Regions from separate parts of the Sus scrofa genome. Here all the other regions are linked to region 2. A link is a contact called in public targeted proximity ligation data. All regions are on one chromosome and are shown on one strand. The core of a region is the stretch at or near the end of the contact, and the rest is flanking DNA. Distances in the headings are between cores, read along the strand shown.

Evidence for each region.
Region 1: a contact with region 2 is called in a targeted proximity ligation map of skeletal muscle, with 2.9 times the contacts expected there. A contact is called at or near these places in 1 of 5 promoter capture datasets (liver), 9 of 47 Hi-C or Micro-C datasets (alveolar macrophages, brain, embryonic fibroblasts and 4 more) and 2 of 2 datasets of targeted methods (alveolar macrophages and skeletal muscle).
Region 3: a contact with region 2 is called in a targeted proximity ligation map of skeletal muscle. A contact is called at or near these places in 5 of 47 Hi-C or Micro-C datasets (embryonic fibroblasts, fibroblasts, liver and 2 more) and 1 of 2 datasets of targeted methods (skeletal muscle).

The regions. Positions count from the first base shown.
Region 1 is chr5:87,292,882-87,295,897 of Sscrofa11.1, forward strand. It overlaps ELK3 (ETS domain-containing protein Elk-3), which reads right to left. Exons shown (of 5, transcript XM_021092733.1): 4 at 204-326. Among named protein-coding and RNA genes, the nearest start is that of ELK3, 61 kb to the right of the region's middle.
Region 2 is chr5:87,088,602-87,091,598 of Sscrofa11.1, forward strand. CFAP54 (cilia- and flagella-associated protein 54) reads right to left here. Exons shown (of 68, transcript XM_021092730.1): 3 at 779-922. Among named protein-coding and RNA genes, the nearest start is that of CFAP54, 13 kb to the right of the region's middle.
Region 3 is chr5:87,313,209-87,316,296 of Sscrofa11.1, forward strand. All of the region lies in intron 2 of ELK3 (ETS domain-containing protein Elk-3), which reads right to left. Among named protein-coding and RNA genes, the nearest start is that of ELK3, 40 kb to the right of the region's middle.

The DNA of each region.
Region 1 (3,016 bases), core at 305-2,804, 200 kb after region 2:
ACCCAAATACCAGCAGGCAGAGCCTCTGGCACAGACGTAAATATTAACCTTGTCAAGCAAAATGTACAGCTGAGAAGAGCAGTGGAGACCTGATCTTTTTTAACCAAAGGTAGGGCAGAGCACACCATGATCTTGGCAGCATTTCCTGAGGAAGCATGTCCCTTAGAAGTTCCACATTAAAAAGTTCATTTCCAAATGCTCACCTGGAACAGCGTGTTTGGCCCCTGCAGCCGGGCAGGACTCAGTGGAGCAACTGGACTAAGGCTGCTCCAGAAATGTATGCTGGACAGCAGTGGACTCGGGGTCAGAAGCAATCCATTTGGTGTCTGGGAAAGAAAGCACACACATGGTTTTTGATACAGGCGTCACCTGACTCCAGCTGTGGCCAGGGGCATTAGCCATGAACCAAGAAACAAGCCTCTCCATTTGGGGAAAATCTGACATATTATTTCTACAGGGCTGTATGCAGTTGAATTTCTTTTTTTATAAAGGAAGAAAGTATGGAAAATTAACTTCCTTAAGCACGGTAGAAAACTCAAGTCTGTAGCAACTTTTGTCCAGATACTTTCTTGAATTTGCTCCTCCTCACACATTAAACAAGATTTAGTGGAGTAGCAAATGGGATCCCACGAAAGGGCTTCCTTTTTTTTTTTTTGCCTGTGTTTTCTTAGTTTTCTACAGTGGACTGCCATTATTTGGGCTATACACAGAGACACACATTTTTTAAAGGGCCTCTCAAGCTTCATTTTCTCTATCAATAACAGCCCTTTAATACATTAGGAACTGCAGCTAAAATACCCTGTAGCAGTTTCATCAAAAGCTCTGAACTGGGTTTTCCAGATTCCACTCCAGATATGCGCCTGATGAGAATTCATCTCCCTGGCAATGGTTTGGAGAGGGGAAAAAAAATCCTTTGTCAGACTGGGTGTAAAGCCGAAACTCTGGGTCTCCCAGGAGAGAGCCAAGGATTGTATTTGCTGGCACACACACAGCAGGAGTCCTGGCCTGCACCCCAGCTAGCCAGCTAGTGTGTAGAAGAAACAACCCACCCCAGCTGCGAAGTCTGCTTTTATTCTCGGCAGAGGCAAACGCCCTCATCCAGGGTGATTTTGCACCTTTGGTGACTAGAGGGCGCCCCTCAGTGGTTTTGTGGTGGTAGTGAGGTGCTCCATGTAAGAAGCAGCACAGCAAGGACTCCAGCTTTTCAGATTGCATCATGCTAGATGCTGAAGTTAGCATCTTTTCCTAGAATTGGCCTTCGCAGCTTCATTAATTACCCAGGACATTCGGCTTAAACTAAGTGGAAAGGTCTCTATTCAGCAGAAAGGAGATAAACTCCCAAAGATTCTTAAACTGAAGCTGCTGAAAAGTAAACTAATTTATGCCAAATTACGTGAATCTTTGGTTCCACGGCACTTCCTGCATACTTAATGACCTATGAGGTTACAAGGATACATACGTATTTTGGATGAATTTCCCATTTGTTCTCATCCAAGGCAGTGTCACAAGCACGCCAGGCCATCTGGCTTACCGGTTAAGGCTTCAGTGGTTTTACGTGGGCTCTGCCAGGGTGCCAGTCTCAGAACCGCTACTTACTAGCGAGGTACAACTGATATGCCTCAGATTCCTCATCTGCAAAATGGGGGGAAATGCCCCCATTCTTTACATGACGGGTTTGTCAGGAAGGGTCAACGACGTGTGCAAAGCTCTGAACGTGCGTCTAGCACACGGCAACTGCCTCGCAAGTGTTCAAGACCGTCCTCGTTAGCAATGAATTGAAAGTGTACCTGACTGAGTGTATTGCACCTGCGTGTGGAAAAGCCCCTCATGTCCCAAAACAGACACGCCTGCCTAGTCAGCCAGTATTTTAAGGTTCCTCTCAGTCACGTCAGGTTCAAGGACACAGCTCAGGCGATCTGAGAGGATGAACTCTGAGGCCAGGTTCCAACCTCGGTATGTCTGCCGCGTTAACACGTACGAACCAGCGCATCACGACCTGGTTTATCTGCCCAGGAAGGTCTTGTGGCTCCAGTGCGCCCGTGAATCCTTTAAACTCCAAAACATCACTTTTTCTCATCCACAGCCACAAACAGGCAGCCTTTCTGCTTTAATCCTCTGAGCAACATATGAGGTGTGGAATATCGTTTCAGAGTCTAAAATACACACCCATGTCTGGATTTGAGATGCTTGCACATTTATTTCTAAGGGATACAGTGGCCTTCTGTTTCTCATGTTTAGTATGTTTGAAACGTCTTCTATAATATACGCAAATAAATGCTGTGAAATGATTTCCTTCATTCCTTTCCCCCATCCCTGTTCTGCCTGAAGATCCCGTGGCTGTCGAGAAAAAACTGGTTGGCTGCTCTTTTAAGGGAAGTTCCTATAAAGGTTGGCCTGGGTTATCTCTGGTTTCTTGTGAGCTTTCAGAGCCTCAGACGAGCCACTTGAGTCACGGAAGGAAGGCTAAGCCCAAGGCCAGAGGTTAAAGAGGCCACCAGCAAACCAAATGCTCCCTCTTCTTTCACTCAAGAATGTCTTCGCAAATGGGCTCCTCTGAGGGGCAGATAAGGACTTCCTGATCCTGCCACCTGCCAGGGAAGGAGACGCCCTAGGGCCCAAGGACAATTCATTTTCAAGGGAAAAGACCCCATCAGGACCTCAATTTTGTCCGCCCCACGTTCTTCTGTCACTCAATTACTGAGGCTTCTAGAGAGCCCAACATTTGCACTAAACCTGGTGAGCGAACATACAGACATGCCCTTGCTGGATGCCCTCTGACCATCAAAATTCCACCTCCTCAAAGGAGACTTTGCTGCTTTCCCCTCAGCCCAATGGTACAAACTCGCCACCTTTCCAAATCCAGTGTTTCTTAGGACTCATCTATTTCTATCAACAGTACCACCATTTATCTATCCACCCAACAGATACTGAGTACATAACACGTGTTAGGTGCCAGAGACACAATGATAAAACAAGACACTACCCCTGCCCTCACAGCCGGAGTACAACCCAGCGT
Region 2 (2,997 bases), core at 405-2,904:
TGCGATTTTCTGCTTATTAAACCACATACTGTTTTCAAGGCCTAGAATAATCATTAAGTTTGGAATAACACAGCTTTGGAGTCAGACTGATTAGGGTTCAAACATCAATTCTGCCCAGTGCCTTAAGTGGACTAGGTTTCTTACTCTCTAATAAACCTCAGTTTCTTCATCTGTAAAAGAGGCATAATAGTACCAATCTCTTAAGACTGCAAGGAGGCTGCAAGGTAAAAATTCCTGTAATGCATTTAGAAGACTACCTAGCGTATCATAACTGCTCAACAAATGACTCACTGGTAGCAATTAACATCATAATACTGGTATACGAGGAAAAAAAGCATACTTTTTTTTAATATCAAAAAAAAAATCTGTTTCCTCTCCAGAGCCACTGCTTGTTATGCTATGTGATTAGCTTTCTCTTTTCTCTCTTGTGAAATAGAGATAATAATAGTATCTAACTCACAGAATTATTGTGAGGATCCGATATGTTTTCTAAAGCACGTTGTGAACTAAAAGTATTAGACCAATATGTAATTATAATAATAATAACTGTCTACTGGATGAAGAAGGGATTCCAATGACACAATCCCCAAAGCATCTTTACAAATTTAAAAGCGCGCTTTCTCATCCAGCACAGAAAATATTTATTAAGCAACTTAGAACACACAGGTAAACGCCATGCTAAGCAAATGAAAGACATTGAGAAGCTGTCAACTAAAGGATATACTATTGCAGAGCTGATCATCAGTGGTAGCTAGTCTAGCTACTGCTTTCATCTTACTGTTTGTGCAGCGGTTTTGTCTCCAAGGCCTTTTGGAAAAAATACAGCTTTGAATTCGTTCACGTCTGCTTTATGCTCATCAAAGTTGACGGTGAACTGCTGAAGGTACCTCCCATAGCACTGTAAAAGGGCCAACTTATATTCCTGAAATAAGAAGAGGACTGGTAAGTTTCAAAATACCATTTGAAGCTTAACATTGTGAAAATTAGGGCGCAGTCATAATATTCCTAATATTAATAGTGTCCATGTTGCTTATTACTGTTATTTTATTACTACCAGCAGCAGCAGCATTGCCACACACTCTGTAACAGACTGCAATGCACGTGCACTATTTCATCTAATCCTCCTCCCAAGCCTATTGTGAGATGAGACCATCCTGACCTCAGAGAGGGGGAAGAGGCACCAGGGCACCGAGGGGGGGGGTCATACCTGGCTAAACTCAAAATCCAAAAGATTCGACTTCACTAGATCATGGTAACCCACCTACCCAGTGAGGGAGGAAAATGAGCTCTATAACCGGCCTTGCTTCTGATGCTGCCTAAGCTCCAAAAAAGAAAGAAAGTGTGGGGAAGGGTCGGGAGGGAGGGAGGAAGACAGAAAAGGAAAGAGAAAGAAAAAGGGGAAGGGAAGGAAGGAAAGAAAGAAGGAAGAAAAGAACAATGCAGGTGATGAGCTGGCTTCCTCCATCTGTCCAGTCTCTGACATCACAGCAGGACAAATCAAAAAAGTCTGAGCTCTCGTTAGTTATGATTCGTGTTAGTTCTAATTCATGCTTCTGTTCCCATTACAAAGTCAGACGCCGCTTTTCTGAAGCCCGCGGGGCACCGTCGACCTGGAGAGGTTCAGGGCGGTGGATTGTGAGCTGGGCTCTGCATATGACTCAGCTGCCACCCTTCCTGGCTTCCTCCCCTGCAACTGTGTTTCCAGGAAAAGCAACTGCCCTGGATGTGAACTGCCTATTGGGTTACCTCGCCCCTTAGGAGGCATCACAGGCAAACGCTGTTTTGTTTCTATTTCTGTGGACGTGTTACTTGCTCACTAATTAATTCTGAATCTTTTCCATTCTAACTTGATTCATATAATAAATTCAAATCTCCGTGCAAAACAAGAATAGTCCAACAAGATGTTCCTTACTGTGACTAAAATAAAAATAAAGAGATTCTAGAAACCAAAGTAACCACTCAAGTTTGTTTCCAGGATTATAAATACCTTTATCTGCCCACTTTCCCATCAGTGAAAAGTAGGTTTACTTTTTTCTTTGTTCTTTTACGTAAAAGTTTAAATATCCTATCTGAAATATTCTGAATCCTTAGTCACTATCTGTCACCACCTTCTCCATCAATTTCTAACATGCTTCTTCTTTCCACTTCCATCCACCTGGATTCTCCCAAACCCCAAACTGTGCTGTGTACCACCAACTTCTTATGTTAAGGAGAAGCATTAAAATATAGAGGGGAAAAAAAGTTCCCATCAGGACTCAGGAACCAACTAGGAACCATGAGGTTGCAGCCTCGATCCCTGGCCTTGCTCACTGGGTTAAGGATCCGGCGTTGCCCTGAGCTGTGATGTAGGTTGCAGACGCGGCTCGGATCCCGCGTTGCTGTGGCTGTGCTGTAGGCCGGCGGCTACAGCTCCAATTCGACCCCTAGCTTGGGAACCTCCATATGCCGTCGGAGCAGCCCAAGAAATGGCAAAAAAGACAAAAAAAAAAAAATATATATATATATATATTTATATTTATACACACACATATAGAGGAGGCACTCAATTCTCGTCAAAACTGTTACTTCACATGAATCTAGCTTACAAGTTGGACCTCATCTGAATTTTTTTCCTGGAATTTTCCAAACTCTGTATTTTCAAGTTTCTAAGAACCATGGTCCAATTACACGGAACTAAGGTAATTCTCCAATTTTTGCAGCAGAAAATAGATGGTACTGCTTCATTAACAAAGTTCCTCCACCTCTTAGCCTCTATGTGGTAAATTTCCCTCCCAGACCCAAAGTATTCAGGTCCATAAAACAGAAATGCAGGAGAAAAAGGAAGCTGGGAAACTAGATTGGGAAAAGACTTGAAACCATGCCCTACAGACTTAACGGAACCTGTTAACAAAGAGATCTGCATGAGTTTGATTTACAGAACAACAGATAAGAGAAGTCTTGTTAAAAAATAACCTTCGGCTTGTAAACTACCTTCACTACTTAAGCTCACTTGGGTTT
Region 3 (3,088 bases), core at 58-2,557, 220 kb after region 2:
AAGTTTGAACCCAAGTCTATCCAGAGCCAAGACTGAAGCTTTCTCTGTTGCACTGCCACACCCTCTCCCAGAAAGCAGCTGCCGTTGGCTCAGCGGCTAATGCTTAAGTCAGCCTGCCAGGACCACGGGCTCTGCATTCCAGAGTAATTGTGGGGTCACTGCGGCAAGGCTGGGAAAGCCAGCTCCACGTTCAGGAAGCACCGGCCTTTCTAGTGCCTCCCGAGGCTGTTCCCTAACTGCAAATAGAACTGCCTCTGCCCAGCTGCAGGGAGTGAAGACGCCTGCCTTGATGGGACACCCTGCACGAGGCACCGGGGACCTGGTGGTCCCGCCAGAGCGGGATGGACATCGGAAGGCCACCTCTAAGTGGGTGACACCCAAGAGTGACAGGAAAGCAGCGAGAAGCTGATGGCCACCTCCACGGCCTGGCTATGGCCCCAGCTGAGCATCAGAAGGGCTCGGAGGTGAAGAGAGACGCCGGCTCCTCCGAGCATCCACAGGCCTGAGCACAGCTGCTCCCATGAGGGGACAGGCCCAGAGCCTTGATGGGCCGGATGCAAAGTGCAACCAGCCCTGGGACAAACTGACCTGGGTTTGAATCCCAGCCTCCGTCGCTACTGACTATGACCTTGAATACGTCCTGAACTTCTGCAGGCCTCAGTGTGCTGCCCTCAATTCAGAAAACACGTTTAATATAAAACACTGCTCGTCTCCAACAGCATCGCCATGTCCACATGACTTCAAGAAAATACATTTTAAACCATCTTAGAAACATGATAAAGGGTGGTGGTATCTTTGCAAAATACACCAAGAAGGTAACGAGAAGCACGAAGATGTAAGACACACTGGCTTTCCCCAAATGAGATGTTTGGCTTATTCCTAAAAGGGGCATAAAACGATCTTAGAGGCCAGTTTTCTCTAAAAGAGCAATGTATGTGCCTCGCTCAGAGCAGACCTCGAAACATGAACTCTCACCAGGAGGAATTTCACCCAGCAGGCGATGATCTAACTAAATAGCATCTTCATTATATCACACTGTCTTCTCATCGGATTCTGCGCTCCTTATATGGGTCCCTCGCTTTATAAATTACAGAAGGCGTATACAGTATCTCGAGCAAGCATCACAAGGCTTTGGAACCCGCTGCACGGATGAGGGGTCCGGGGCTCCGTGCTGGATTCCCAGCCCAGTCAGTGGCCGAGGAGTGTCTCCAGGCGCCCGGCGTCACAGCCAACATCCTGTCTTCAGTTCCGGGCATTGGGTTCCCATCCAGACCACGGACTGACTCACACTTTCCCGACACAGAACCCGACTGTCCTCTCTGCAAAGTTAGAACACGTACTCCCTGGCGGAGTCAGGCTCAGAGTGCCTCCTCTGGAACGAGCACACGTTCTTGCAACAAAGACAGAAGCTGCAGCCACAGGGAAAGCAGAGCACCTGGCTAGGCTCTGAGGAGTAGCAATGGAAGTGGATCAGCCCAACCTCACCCTTGCAGTGTCTGACGGCTGCATGGACGCGCATGGCAGACCCTGCTTCCTCTCGCTCCCTGCCATCTGAAGGCAAGGGGACCCAGCCACTGGCTGTCTGTACTGGCCTCGGCCAGGAACTGGGTGTGGGCAGGCCCACCTGGCACCAGCTGCCCGCCAGAGCAGTGCTGAAAGGGCTCCTGCGACCCACGCACCTGAGCTGCCTGTAACTGGGGCAGTCCTTGGGCTCCGCGGTGAGCTGAATGGTGCTTCCCTCCCGCCCACCCCAAAGTCACCTCCAGACAGAACCCCAGGATGAGACTTTTTAAATTTTTATTTTATTTTTTCCCTTTGAGGGCTGCACCCATGGCATATGGAAGTTCCCAGGCTAAGGGTCGAATCAGAGCAGCAGCTGCCGGCCTACACCACAGCCACAGCAATGTGGGATCCAAGCCGTGTCTGCCACCTACACCACAGCTCACAGCAACGCCAGATCCCCAACCCACTGAGCAAGGCCAGGGATCAAACCCAGAACCTCACAGATACTAGTCGGGTTTGTTTCTGCTGAGCCACAAGGGGAACTCCAGAATGACACCTTATTTGGAAATGGGGTCTCTGCACATGTCACAGGCTAAGGATGTCAGGGTGGAATACACTGGAGTCAGGGTGGGCACTAAATGCAGGGACCTGTGTTCCTACAAGAAAAGGAACCACCCAGAGCCACACACAAGGAAGAAGGCCGTGAGAAGACAGGGCAGAGAGGAGTGATGCCGCTGCAAGCCAGGGAACCAAGGATTTCTGGGAGCCCCCCGAGGCTGGAAAAGGCAAAGAAGGATGTGCCCCTAGAGCCTTCAGCGGGAGCGCAGCCCTGCTGACACCTTGACGTCAGCCTTCTGGCCCCCAGACCCTTGCGAGGAGAAACTTGCACTGTTTGGAGCTACCAAAGCGTGTGCGAATCTGTTACAGCAGCCCTGGGAATGTAATTCCTAGGAAACAGCCTCCTCTCTCTTAAAGGCCCAGCCCTTCCCTTCCCAGGGCGGCGTCTCCGCCCTGAGCTCGGGACAGCCTGGTCCTGGGCGCAGGGCTGGAGCTCGGAGCACGGACCTTCGCACACGCGCGCGCACACCCACCCCCACGCAGGACTTCTAAGAATAACGTGCTGCCAGTAACCAGTTCCAACTCTGTCTTGGAACTGGCTGCCTCCCGGGGGAGGTTTCCTTGCGGTTTGGGTTGAGAGCGCTTTATCCTCTGGCGCTGCTAAGCTGCATGGGAGGAGCCTCTCCAAATTCTCCTGGCCTGGAATGGGAGGCCTCCTGGCCCTGCTGCCCGAGGAGGAGGAGGTCTGCTGCCCTGGGGGTGCCCACCCCAGCCGGGAGGCCCATTCTGCACGTCAAGGGCATGTTCTCACCCGCTCCGGACCCACGGGCTGCCTCTCGTTGGACCCGGAGTTCTATCTCCCCCTGGCTCTCTTTCAACACTCAAGGGTATTTTTTATTAAAGGCCGCTGGAGTGTTACTAAAACAAAATGTAAAACGGCTCCCCTGTTTCCCCTGCGGGTCGGGGATGTGCTGACTGTGACCCTCCCGCCTCCAGGGCTGGCAGGTGGCCCGGAGTCCGGCCCGCA